Regions from separate parts of the Mus musculus genome. Here regions 1, 2 and 3 are each linked to region 4. The links are chromatin contacts, called in public HiChIP or PLAC-seq maps. All regions are on one chromosome and are shown on one strand. The core of a region is the stretch at or near the end of the contact, and the rest is flanking DNA. Distances in the headings are between cores, read along the strand shown. Region 1 has its middle 27 kb from the start of Gm33742. Region 2 has its middle 6.5 kb from the start of Gm33742. Region 3 has its middle 48 kb from the start of Gm33742. Region 4 has its middle 8.2 kb from the start of Mir21a.

Region 1 (2,928 bases), core at 282-2,781, 320 kb before region 4:
TTACCCTTCAGGTCATGATGGTGCATGACCTTTTAATGCTTTAATTAATTCCTTTAGTCCCAGCACACTGGAGACAGATGCAGGAAGATTTTTTGTGAGTTTGACGGGCCAGCCTAGTCTACATAGTGAGTTCCAGGCCAGCTAGAGCTCCACAGCCAGACCCTGTCTCAAAACCATACATTTGTTTGTGTGTGTGTGTGTGCGCATGCGAGTGTGGAGTATGTCCCTGTGGAAGTCTGAGGACAACTTGTCGAGCCAGTTCACTGGTTCACTGGCCCTGATGTCTGATGCGGTATTTCTTTTTTATTTTGTTTTGTTTTGTGTGTTTATTCTTTTCCCAATGTGGCATGTCTTAATTGCCATTTCCCACATGTTTGGTGTGTGTTCTAGAATCTGTACTCCTTGAGCTAAGAACTGTTTTAGCAAAGGAAGTGTGATGTTCTGTTATTGGTGGTCTTTTCTCCTGGGTAGACTCAGAATGGGTCACATGTATCCCAGCTTGTCCTTTAGCTAGCTATATAGGCAAGGAAGTCCCGATCCTCCTGTCTGCCTGCACCTCATAAGATCTTGTGATATCCAGTGCCCTGCCTTAGTATGAACCTTAGTATTCACTTTTTGGAGATAGATTCTTGCTTATAGCCTAGGTTTGCTTGAAAGTCTCTATGTAGCCCAGGCTGGTCCTCAAACTCCCTTCTGCCTTAGCCTCCCTAGTGCTGGGATTACAAGTGTGTACCACCATGCTGAGGCTCCAAGGAGGTCTGCTCAGCATAAAGGCTGCCTTTTTCTGAGGCATGCCTGCACCGTGTGGTTTCAAGTGTCCATTGAGGGAGAGCTGAAGCTGCTTCTGGGACTTCATAGTTTCAGAGTCGCAGACTCCGCCTGCTGGGAGTCCTGGACTTGCTTCTTTTTTTTTTTTTTTTTTTTTTTTTTTAACCAGTAAGCTTTGAATCAGGAGTTGTTTTCTAGGGAAATTTCCCTTCTGAGGCCAGAGCCTTCAAGCCAATGCTACCTTATAATAAGGCCTTTCTTTGCTTTGATCACTGACCTGTCCCCTAAATTAGTTGAAGTCTGAGAACACGGTTTTGTTACGGGGGCAGTTGTTTGAGCCTGTGTTTAAATTCTAGGAATACATTTGGTTTTACTAATGTCATTTGAGAGGACTGGTGAGTTATTTTGGGTGTGCATGGCCCGGCCCTGTAATGCTAGGCCACTCTTGATAAGAGGCACGATTGTACCAGCTAGTTCCCTAAAAAGGCTTGCATTCCATTCAGCATGGAGCGCTGAGGCTGCAGACTCCCGCTATCTGGACTATAGGCTCTCACGTTTCTCCCAAGTGGATAGGTAGCTGGAGGCAGAAAGAAAGCTTGTTTTTCTTTACCCGTGTCCCATAAGCCCACTCTACCACGTGCAAAGATTCTCCCCCTAGTTTCACACTAGAAACTAGGAAAAATCAAATTAGTCCCCCAACTCCCTACCCCAGAGACAGGCTATCATGTAGCCCAAGCTGACCTTGAATTTGCTGCATAGCCAACTATGTAGATGAGGCTGGCTTTGAACTTCTAACCTCCTACCTCCACCTCCCTAGGGATGATTCCAGACCTATGTCACCATGCCTGGCTCAAGTTAATAGTACTTTAGTTATACCAAGTAGACGTCCATTAATACTTTGAAACCAGAGGACAGACATATACTCGGCTGGCACTAGTGAAGCCATACCCACACTGGAATGGGTTCCCAGCACAGAACCAACAGGAGGGCAGGCCAATGTCTGGGCTTCGGATGGCTTGCCTTTAAGATCGAGGTGTCGTGTGGCATTCATTTAAGCTCAGCCCTTGGAGGCAGAAGCAATGAGATCCGTCATTTAAGGTCATTCCTGATCACAGAGGGAGTCTGAGGCCAGCCTGGGCTACATGAGATGCTATCTCAAAGAAACAAAAAACAAAACTAGAGAGAGGGAAAAAAACATTAAAATAAAAGTTAAAATCTAGATGTCAGGGTGAAAATATTCTATTGGGCCTAAGGTCTGCCGTAGAATCTTCTACCAGAGGAAGCAGACACCCGCGTGCCCCAGCTGGCTGCCAGACAGCACGGTGTCACGGGGAGTCTTGGCTGACTCACTTTTCGCTGGTCTCAGCCCAAATGCCTGCCCTGATATGGTTCTAGGTTATCCCTTCCTAGAAAATTCGGTGCCTCACTTTGGCCCATCCGTTGTGGAAAGACCTGGAAAGACGTGCCCTGTGCTGCCACCTAACGGCTGCTCCCAGTCAAGGCAGGGCTTCTCCCGCTGTTCTCGGCGGCACTGTACAGCCCCTCTCTGCCCATCCTACCTGCTTTGAGAGGCTCGCAAAGGGAGGAGCGCTCTTCCAGGTGCGCTCATTTCAGGGCACCAGGGCTGTGACTAAGACTGGCAAGTCGTCTTAAACTTCGCCACGTCCCGGTTGTTATTTCCTGTCTGTTCCCCCGCCGTGATTAACGGTAAAACTCTGAAGGCAGAGGGGGACCAACGTGCTTGTTTACTGAGAGAGGAAGGAAGCGGGGGGAGCTGGGAAGAAGGTACCCTAGGTTTAAGGGAAATAACAGCCTGGCAATGAGGTGGGCGGATGGAGCTGATGGGAAGGGAGGCTTGTTAGAAAAAGGAAAGAGCAGGTGCCAGTCAGATAGCTCTGCCAGCCTTTCCAGTTTTATCCTTTTAAATAATGATTTGTTTATTTGAGACAGGGTCTCACGCAGCGCAATCAAGCCTTTGTGCCTTGACTCCTCCTCCTCCTCCTCCTCCTCCTCCTCCTCCTCCTCCTCCTCCTCCTCCTCCTCCTCCTCCAAGACAGGGCCTCACTATGTAGCTCTAGAACTCCACTATGTAAACCAGGCTGGCCTGGAAGTCACAGAGATTCTCCTGCCTCGGTGCCCAGCTGCTGAGATTACAGGAAT
Region 2 (3,190 bases), core at 385-2,884, 300 kb before region 4:
ATTAGGCAAGGGCACAGCCGTGGAGAGGAAGCAATCTTCTGTCGCCAGCCAGAGTTTGAATGGCATTGTCAGGCAGACAGAGAAGAAGGTCAAGGACTTGCTCCTGGACGTTTTCGGTGGATCCGCTGTGCCCTCCCTAAGTACTTCTGACAGATTGATTTCCTCTGCACAGGAGAGTCACATTTTGAACTTTGGTTTCTAAAATACATTAAATCATACTTTGGCTTCTCGGGGGCAGGAGGGGCTGTGCATAATGACGACTCATTTGCTTCTTGTCTCATCTAAGGAAATTATCTCTTCAAAGCGATCAGGTGCTTCTGACCTGTTCTTAAGTGTCGGTATTTTTGAGCTAACTTAGGAAGTGTGTAGGATAATTGTTAGCACTCAAGAGGACCCAGTTCTAGCCTAGTGTTAAAATCTCAGAGATGCACAGATGCCCCCTTTCTTTGTGGAGGGAGGAAAAGATACTTGTGCATGCCAGGATTGCTGCTAGAAACCTCAGGGTGGACGGCAAATTGACAGCTCCTGTCATGGATCAACAGTCAGAAGCCAAGCATTCTACTGTGTAGAAATAGCCCAAAGCAGCCCCCTCCTCCTGTGTGTGAGGAGTTACGTGTGCGAGTGAGCACGTGATGAGTATACTGGCTAGAGGTCCATGTTGGGGTCCTTCATGGTTCCTCCCCCTACCCCCAATTTTACTTTATGTGTATGAGGTTTTTTGTTTTGTTTTGCTTTTTTGTTTGTTTGTTTGTTTGTTTAGGGTTTTTTTTTTTTTTTTTTTTGCCATTCAGGCCTCTACACCATGTACATGAAGTTCCCACAGTGTCCAGAAGAGGGCACTGGATCCCCTGGGACTGCAGTTACAGATGGCTGTAGGTGCTGGGAATTGAACCAGGCAGGTCTTTGGGAAACACAGGCAGTGCTCTTAACCTTTGAGTCATCTCTCCAACCCCCTCCACTTTCTTTTTTGAGACTGTGTCTCTTCCTGAACCCACACCTCACCCATCCATTAAGACTCACTGGCCAATGAACTCCAAGGATCCGTCTGTGTCTTCCTTCCTAGATTTCAGACAGGTGCTACCACGCTTGACTTTTTAAGTGGGTGCTAGGGATCCGAACTCAGACCCTCACATCTGTTTAGCAAATACTTTACCAAACTGAACCACCTCCCCAGCTGGTCTCTGCCTCTTTTTGTTTATTTGTTTTGAGATTCACTGCCCTCAGACTTACTATGTAGCTGAGGCTGGCCTCAAACTCCTGATTCTTCTGCTGGGGAATATACAGGTATATGTCATCGTATCATCATATCTGACTTTATCATTTCCCCACAGTTTACCTAATTTTTATCGGTTTGCTTGTGGAAGCAGTAAAAGGTGGCATGTACCAAAAGCAGTCCTCATGGGGAGAAAGAAACCAATGTATTATTTGTACCAGGCATGAGGCTAAGGCCATATGCTAGTATTCATTCAGTGCTCTCAAAAATGTCTCCAAATAAATTTCCTTATATGTTTCATTTTATGGATGCAGAAGTCGAGGTTTAGAGGGCAAATTCCAGGTTCCTAACCACCCAGACTGTCCCTGCGTCTCTCTAGGGTTGGACTCACCCGCAGGCTTTTCTGTGGCAAGAGTAACCCCCCTTACCTCCACCAGGTTGCACTGTAACTCTGCTTACCTGAGTTCTGCAGCGTCCCTTTGCCTACATGCATCTAAGTGCAGGTTTCTTGGCCCCACTTCTGTGAGCTTCCAGCACCACTGGTTTCCCTGAGGATGGAGCATGGCTTGCTCCACTATCTACAAAGGTTAGCGCACAGCAAGACAAGCACCCAGACTAGCTCCACGCAGCCAGGCAAAGCCTGTTCCGAGAAGAGCACGCTCCACTCGGAGACAGTCTGCTCAGGCTTGCAGAACAGTGTGTTAGGACAGGGATACGGACGGCTGGGGATGTAGCTCAGCGTCTGAGTACTTGTCCAGCATATATCAAGCCCTGGGGTCAAGTCACAGTAGCAGAACAGCTTTTAAAAAGTGGGGGCCTACAGTCTGGGAGGGGGTGGGAGCTAAAGATGGAAATACATCCCTGATGGGGAGCATGTAACTGGGCAAGCCTCATGCTGGGATAAAAGGCACAGCCCAGAATATCAAGGGCTCCCTGTGACGGAGTTCAGTAGGGAGAAATTCAAGAAGGCTTGATATTTAAGAATCAAGCCAGGCCAGGAATGATGGCATACACCTACAATCCCAGCAGTCAGAAACCAAAGGTAGAAGACTGGTGAATTCTAAGGCAGCCTAGGTTACATAGCAAAATCCTGTCTCAAAACAAATAAGAGGACAGGTGTCATAGAGGGGTCTTTCTCTGCCTATACCCCTTTCCTTGGGCTTGAAGGCTACTCTCTCCAGATCACATGTAAAATTCCTAAGCCCCAGCAACCCACTACATGTCCCGATTTGGAAATATAGCTGTTATAGACGAAAATGGTTCAGGCATCATGAAGGTGTCCCTGTTCTCAGAAGGTCGGATGGCTCTGTGGTTAAGAGCACTGGCTGCTTTTCCTGAGGACCTGAGTTCAATTCCCACCACCCACATGGCAGCTCACAGTTGTTGATAACTCCAATTCCAGGAGATCCAGTGATATCTTCTGGCCTTAGTGGGCACCAGGGATATACATGGTCCACAGGCATACATGCAGGCAAGACACTCTTGCACACAGAATGATAAAATAAAATTTAATTTAAAACCAAAAAAGAAATTCAGACACACACAGAGAATATCGTGTGAGGAGGAAGGCAGAGAAAAGAAGGGAACATCCATATGCCAAGGGGTGCCACAGCTCACCAGCAACCCCAGAAGCTATGAAGAGGAAGGGAACAGCTCCTCTTGGCCCTCAGAAGAGACCCACCCAGACGGAACTTTGATTTCAGACTTTTGGATTCCAGATCTAAGAGACGATACAACTCTGCTATTGAAGCCAATCAGCTCGTGGTATTTGGGTCAGTAGCCTTGCAGACTAATGAATCCCTTTTTTCTAAAGAGGTACCCCGTTCCTCATTGCCTCTGACCAATCTAAGTCCTGGTTTGCTAACCCTAGCCTCAGAAAAGCTGAAGTTGTGGGGAGCTTTCCAATAAAAATCTCATATTTAGAGCTCTCGTAAACAGGGGCACTCCCAGGAAGCCAGAGGACAGTGAAGGGGGTTA
Region 3 (2,811 bases), core at 81-2,580, 340 kb before region 4:
TTATTGTGTGCTTAGATACAATCTTTAGTTTTTAAAGATTTATTTATTTTATGTATATAAGTACACTGTAGCTGTCTTCAGACACACCAGAAGAGGGCATCAGATCCCATTACAGATGGTTGTGAGCCACGATGTGGTTGCTGGGAATTGAACTCAGGACCTCTGAAAGAGCAGTCAGTGCTCCTAACCACTGAGACATCTCTCCAGCCCGCTTAGATGTGTTTGTAGAATAGCTTTTTGTTTTTTAATCTGCGTTAAAATCCCAGTACAGGGGCCTGGAGAAATTGCTCAATGGTTAAGAGCACTGTCTGCTTTTCCAGAGTCTATGGGTTCAATTCTCAGCAACCTCACAATTGACATGGTTGCTCACAGCCATCAGTATATCCAGTTCCAGGGTGGGATCTGATGCCCTCTTCTGGCCCCAGTGGATACCAGGCATGCGCATGATACACAGAAAACCATGCAGGTAAACACTCATACACATAAAAATGATAAAATTTAAGAAATTCCCAGCACAGGGGGGAGAAAGACAAAGACATCTCTAGGTGTCATATGGGTCAACTTTTGAGCCCAAAAGAGATTCCATGTCCCTGGGTTCAGGCCCCAACCTCTAGGGATACACAAGGTTTTCAGCCCACAGCTTTCAGATGATACCAGACCCTGCTTAAGGGAATATGTTCATCTCTTTATAGCCATACCATGCTTGTAAAGAGCCTGAGAGAAATGGAAAGCAGGTGTCCCCCCACCACCCCTTTGTTTTGAAAGGCAAATGGCCTCAGAATAGTACCAGTCAACAGAAGAGAGGAGGCATCCTGGCCCAGCTGCCTGCCTTCTCTCACTGTGGTCAAAGCTAATTAACTTGCACTGTACCTTGAACTAGGTCACCCACAGGTCTGGGCTGGGGATAGACCTGGCTGTCAGAGGAGGGCATTGCCAGACTAGCTCTTGGGGTGATCTCCTAGGGAGGCCATACAAAAGCCTACGTTTCATCTCTGTGTGGGATTGTCTCTCTTCTTCCGGAGAAGTGACCATTTTCAGATCTGTGGGTGGAAAAGAAAATCTTCTCTTCCCAAAATAATCCCTTTCTGCAGTTTGAAGCCGGGGGGTTGAAGCTGGACCAGGCGGCTAGCACTATTTTTACCCAACTCACAGTTCGGGCTGTAAACAGCAACTCTGGCTGTGTTTTCCTCTCCCCCAGCAGCTGATAATGGGGTCAACCTCTTTGAGGCAGAAGTGTCCTGGTATTTTTTTTGCACAGATAAAGACAGGGCAGAGTTTACCATGGACCAGGTGATGATTCCTGGACCATGGGGTCAGTGTACAAACAGAGAGATATCACCATGACGCCGTTATCTCTGCCATAAACACCAGGCCATGTGACAGCCACTGTGCTGAGGCTGATGTAAAGGTGTACAGGCAGGGTCATGAGGAAAAGCAGGCCCGCAAAGCCCTAGGCACTCAGGTTCCCAGAGCCCAGACCATGACCCCCACTCCCTCTTGCTCAGTCAAGCACCTTCTCCTGGGTTGCTTCACTGTGAGGCACTTTTGCCTCACAGCCACGAGCTCACAGGCTGAGGAAAGCAAGCATTTACTTCGAATGTAGAAGGGCTCTAAAAATCAAAGCCATATAGGTCTCCAGAGAACAGACAGAGGCCCACAGCTTTCTGTGATAGTGTCACTCTGAGGCTGTAGAGACAGGACCAGCTCCCTCCGTGTCCCCAGTTAGCAGAGAGCACAAAAAAAGCTAACCAAAAATCCACGTCTTATGTCTGCCATGGGAGTAGGTGAAAGGCAAGTTTGGCCTCCCAGAGGGCATCCTGTTCATGAAATAAACCAACCAGGAAAGGTGAAATTGGCTTCAATAGAGCTGGCAATTCCCGACTGCTTCTCTTCTAGCTCATGGTTGGGCTTCCGTTGCGTTTCCCTGTAGCCATGTTTGTTACCCAATGCTCTCCCTGGGGCTTTTTCTCTACAATAGGGAAGGGGTTATGACTCCGCAGGAAAGCTGAGTCTTGTTCATGATGAACAATGCAACAACTTCTTCATTTTTAAAACTTTATTTTGGAACATCATCTCTGGAAGCTGTCCTTGACCTCTGTATCCTCCTGCCTCAAACTCCCAGATGCTGAGAATACTGGTGTGCACCACCACACTTGGCTACCAGCCCTGTCCTGGTGCTGCCATGGCTTCCTGGTTTCCTGGCTTCCTGGCTTCCTCTCATCATCCTAAGCGTTTCTCAAATACCATATGTATACTCAGAACTGCTCATCTAGGTGAAATGGTTCTCGTTTCCAATTCTGGTAGATGGTTTTGTAGGAGGCATGAAAAAGGATTAGAGGGCAGGTAGGCAGCTGAGTGTCCCACCCTTCCCCCAGCCCTCACCCCCACCCCTGTCAGCTCTTTTGGAGGATGTGGTTTCGATTGACTCTGGGCAGCTGTTTATTGCAAAACTCACTGCCAACTATTGATAGCCAAAGTGGCATCGGAGAGCTCTGGATGGTACAAATGGGGCAGGAGATGGATGAGAGGACGGTTTTACCTCTGAGAAGAGAGGCTGAGAACATATTGTCTCTCCCAACCTGCTGTGTCCTAGATTTCCACTGTTAGCCTGAGCTCTCCCAGGACTGGGCACCAGAATCCAAATAGTAACGTCCAGTTCAGTCTAGAGTGAGACTCTCAAAAGACAAAGCCAGGGGCTGGAGAAATGTCTCTGAGTTAATAGCCTTTGCTGCTCTTCAAGCAGTCCGGAGTTTGGTTCCTAGCACCTATGTTAGGGCAGCTCCCGTTCTAGGAGATCTGACTCCCTCTTCT
Region 4 (2,994 bases), core at 433-2,932:
CGGAAGTACCAGCAGCCTTCACTTGTCTGATCACTTGCTGAAATGTGACTAGTGCTTTGAGTCACAGGAAACTCTAAAACTTCCTCTCTCCTGTTGTGTCCTGCTGGCTGAGCCAGTGGCTCCTCCCAGTGAGGTTGCAGGGTGGTGATCCCTGCATAGATGGTCTTTCTATATAAGGAGAAAAGCTGGGTACTGGGTGTTGCTATGTTCCGCTGGATGTAGCCAGGAGCCCAGATGTGTATTCAAGACAGAGTGAGGGCTTTTCCCAGCCACCTCTGCCAAACCCAAAGGCTCCTCTGCACCTTCTGGAGTTTATGGTGAAGACAGCTTTCCACTTGACTGCTTTGATGCTGAGGTTGTTTACATGTTATTTAGTAGAAGAGTTGTTGCTTACTGAAGCTGACTGAATAGATATTCAGAATAAATGACATGTAACCACAGTGATACCACCTTGCAGGAGCATCAGAGTTCAGCAAGAGAGGCTTAACTTGTGTGGACTCCTGGGGTGGAGAATGGGGAAAGCAAATTCCACTTGTAAGTTCCTGCCTTGTTTTCAAAGACCACAAGGGTTCTCATGGGATCTGGCATAATGAGATGCCCAATCTGTAAAGATATAAGCAGGCATTTCAGCGAGAGGGATGCTGTGTGGTCTCTTAAGCATGTAGCAATCAATTCAATTCTCAGATGCTCTCTCTGCCTTTGCTTCCTTCAAAGATAAAGGAAGCAAAGATGGAGAAACAGCTCTGCTGCTAAGAGCACCTGTTGTTCTTCCAAAGGATCCATTGCCCTCAGACTTCTGTGGGCGCTGGGCATTTTCATGGTACCCATACACACACACATACAAGCAAAACACTTGTACAAAGAATCCATAGAGAAGATGTAGCTTAAGTGGCAGAGAGCTTGCCTAGCATGCATGAAGCCCTGGGTCTATGGCCATGCACTGCATACCAATTTTTTGCAAACCAATAATCCCAACATAGAGGAGATGATGACAGACTTAAGGCCACACCTCAGGAGGAGATGGCTTAATAGTCTCAGTAGTTAACACTTGCTGTTATTCCCAAGGACCCAAGTTTGGGGTGACAGCATCCCAGTTCCAGGGGATCCCATATATTCTTCTGGTCTCCACAGGGGCCTATGCACCTATCAGGTGCCTCTACACCCATCACCTAGGTAAAAATAAGTTCAAGGTCATCCTAGCAAGTCAGAGGTGACCCTGGGATGCATGAGACCTTGTGTGTGTGTTGGGGGCAGGGAGGGGGTTTCCTAGTCCCTGCAGAAGGAAGTAAAAAAGTTCCTAACTAACTCTTTCTACCCTTTGTTACAGTGGCTGACTCACTAGACCTCAGTCTCCATTCTTCAGACTCTTTCCATGTGGGGGTTAACATCCTTTAATAAATTCTTTTCCTTGGCCACACCAGTGTGTGTCTGAAGTCTCAGTTACTTGAGAGGCTGAGACAGAAAGAGGCCTGTCTTGAGCTAGGAGTTCAAGGCCAGACTGAACAATAGAGCAGGAAAAAAGATGTCAGGCCTGGTGGTGGTACACACCTTTCATTCCTGTACAAGACGCAGAAGGAGTTTGAAGCCAGCCTGATTTACATAGCAAGTTCCAGAGCTACACAGTAAGACTTTGTCTCAAGAACAAACAAGGGGGTGGGGAGATGTTAGGGATATAGCTCAATTGTTAAATGTTTGCCTAGCAAGCCGGAAGCCCTGGTTTCCCTAACAGCACATAAACTAGACGCAACAAACACGGTGATCCAAGAGAACTCAGTTGGTAAAGTGCTTTATGCTTGTCCTCACCTGTGTCATTGCACCATGCGTGTGCCTGACGCCAAGGAGGCCAGAAGACGGCATTAGTCTTCTGCGACTACAGAAGACTAAGCCGCTGTGTGGGTGCTGGGACTTCAACTCCAGACCACTGGAAGAGCAGCCTGTGCTCTTAACTGTTGTGCCATCTCTCCAGCTCAAAACTCTGCCTTCAAAAAAAACAAAAACAAAAAACAAAAGCTGGGCATAAAGGTGCACTTTTGTCTCCAAACAAAAGTCCTAGGGAAGGGAGGAGGGTTCAGTGGGAAAAGGCATTTACTGTACAAGCCTGAAGCTCTGGGCTCAATCCCCGGGACCTACATGGTGGAAGGAAAGAACCAACCAACTTCCACACACAAATAGCCACATAAGTAAACAAGTATAATTTTTAAAAAATTAGATTGTGTCTAGTAGCTAGTATTGACCTCTAGCCGTCACATGTACACACTTGCGTGGGGGGTGAGGGGAGGCTGAGAAGCAAACCCAGGACCCGGCACATGCTAAGTGAGTTTCACCTGGAACTTATCCTCAGTTCCTGAGTGCCCCTTAGTATATTTTTCTAGAGTTTGAGGCCTTGGGGGGTTTCTGTTTGTATGTGTGTGTAAGAGAGTAAGAGGTGTTATAATAGTAATGGGCTCATGAACCCAGGGCTCAGTGCTCTGATAGAGCTGGGAGTGTTGCTCGATGGCGAATGCTTGTTTCCTATGCATGACATTCTAGGCTCCAGAAACATCATTACATTTTGTTTGAATTTTTTTTTTAATTTTTAAAAATACATATGGGTGTTTTGCCAACATGCTGTCTGAGCCCACAGAGGCCAGAGTCTTAGACGCCCTGGGACTAGAGTTACAGATGGCAGTGCACTGCTATGTAAATGCTTAAGAATGGAAAGTGGACACCCTTTGGAAGGGCCAGTGCTCTCAACTGCTGACCTATCTCTCCAGCCCTCCAGTTTTTAGATTGTATTACTAACTCAGGTCAAAGGACAATTTACAGAGCTCATTTCTTTCCTTCTACCCTGAAGGTTGAGAGGACTGAACTCGGATGGTGAGGCTTGGCAGCAGTGACCTTACCTGCTGAAATACATCACTGGTCTGTTTGGTTTTGAGATATGATCTCGTGTCCCAGCCTGGCCTGGAATTCTCTATGTAGCCAAGATGACCCTGAACTTCTGACTCTCCTGCC

Evidence for each region. HiChIP or PLAC-seq counts read pairs in DNA pulled down with a chosen protein or histone mark.
Region 1: a contact with region 4 is called in an H3K27ac HiChIP or PLAC-seq map of extraembryonic endoderm stem cells. The contact joins two enhancer-like sites. A contact is called at or near these places in 9 of 484 Hi-C or Micro-C datasets (the AML12 cell line, the G1E-ER4 cell line, the HL-1 cell line and 3 more), 7 of 115 datasets of contacts at active chromatin or transcription factors (T-cell acute lymphoblastic leukemia, effector CD8 T cells, embryonic stem cells and 3 more) and 2 of 9 other capture datasets (embryonic stem cells and pancreatic islet).
Region 2: an H3K27ac HiChIP or PLAC-seq map of extraembryonic endoderm stem cells shows a contact between it and region 4. The contact joins two enhancer-like sites. A contact is called at or near these places in 2 of 15 datasets of contacts at CTCF or cohesin (large pre-B cells and pro-B cells), 15 of 484 Hi-C or Micro-C datasets (the C2C12 cell line, the G1E-ER4 cell line, bone marrow-derived macrophages and 5 more), 8 of 115 datasets of contacts at active chromatin or transcription factors (embryonic stem cells, extraembryonic endoderm stem cells, large pre-B cells and 2 more) and 1 of 9 other capture datasets (embryonic stem cells).
Region 3: an H3K27ac HiChIP or PLAC-seq map of extraembryonic endoderm stem cells shows a contact between it and region 4, with 4 times the contacts expected there. The contact joins two enhancer-like sites. A contact is called at or near these places in 2 of 484 Hi-C or Micro-C datasets (the AML12 cell line and the G1E-ER4 cell line), 3 of 115 datasets of contacts at active chromatin or transcription factors (extraembryonic endoderm stem cells, large pre-B cells and pancreatic cancer cells) and 1 of 9 other capture datasets (pancreatic islet).

The regions. Positions count from the first base shown.
Region 1 is chr11:86,893,689-86,896,616 of GRCm38.p6, reverse strand. No RefSeq gene overlaps it. Among named protein-coding and RNA genes, the nearest start is that of Gm33742, 27 kb to the right of the region's middle. Within about 2 kb of position 1,531, at least 143 of the 459 cell types and tissues checked have an H3K27ac peak or open chromatin away from gene starts, as enhancers often do. A contact at or near this core is called in extraembryonic endoderm stem cells, where this site is marked.
Region 2 is chr11:86,873,570-86,876,759 of GRCm38.p6, reverse strand. No RefSeq gene overlaps it. Among named protein-coding and RNA genes, the nearest start is that of Gm33742, 6.5 kb to the right of the region's middle. Within about 2 kb of position 1,634, at least 23 of the 459 cell types and tissues checked have an H3K27ac peak or open chromatin away from gene starts, as enhancers often do. A contact at or near this core is called in extraembryonic endoderm stem cells, where this site is marked.
Region 3 is chr11:86,915,335-86,918,145 of GRCm38.p6, reverse strand. No RefSeq gene overlaps it. Among named protein-coding and RNA genes, the nearest start is that of Gm33742, 48 kb to the right of the region's middle. Within about 2 kb of position 1,330, at least 45 of the 459 cell types and tissues checked have an H3K27ac peak or open chromatin away from gene starts, as enhancers often do. A contact at or near this core is called in extraembryonic endoderm stem cells, where this site is marked.
Region 4 is chr11:86,574,494-86,577,487 of GRCm38.p6, reverse strand. No RefSeq gene overlaps it. Among named protein-coding and RNA genes, the nearest start is that of Mir21a, 8.2 kb to the left of the region's middle. Within about 2 kb of position 1,682, at least 50 of the 459 cell types and tissues checked have an H3K27ac peak or open chromatin away from gene starts, as enhancers often do. A contact at or near this core is called in extraembryonic endoderm stem cells, where this site is marked.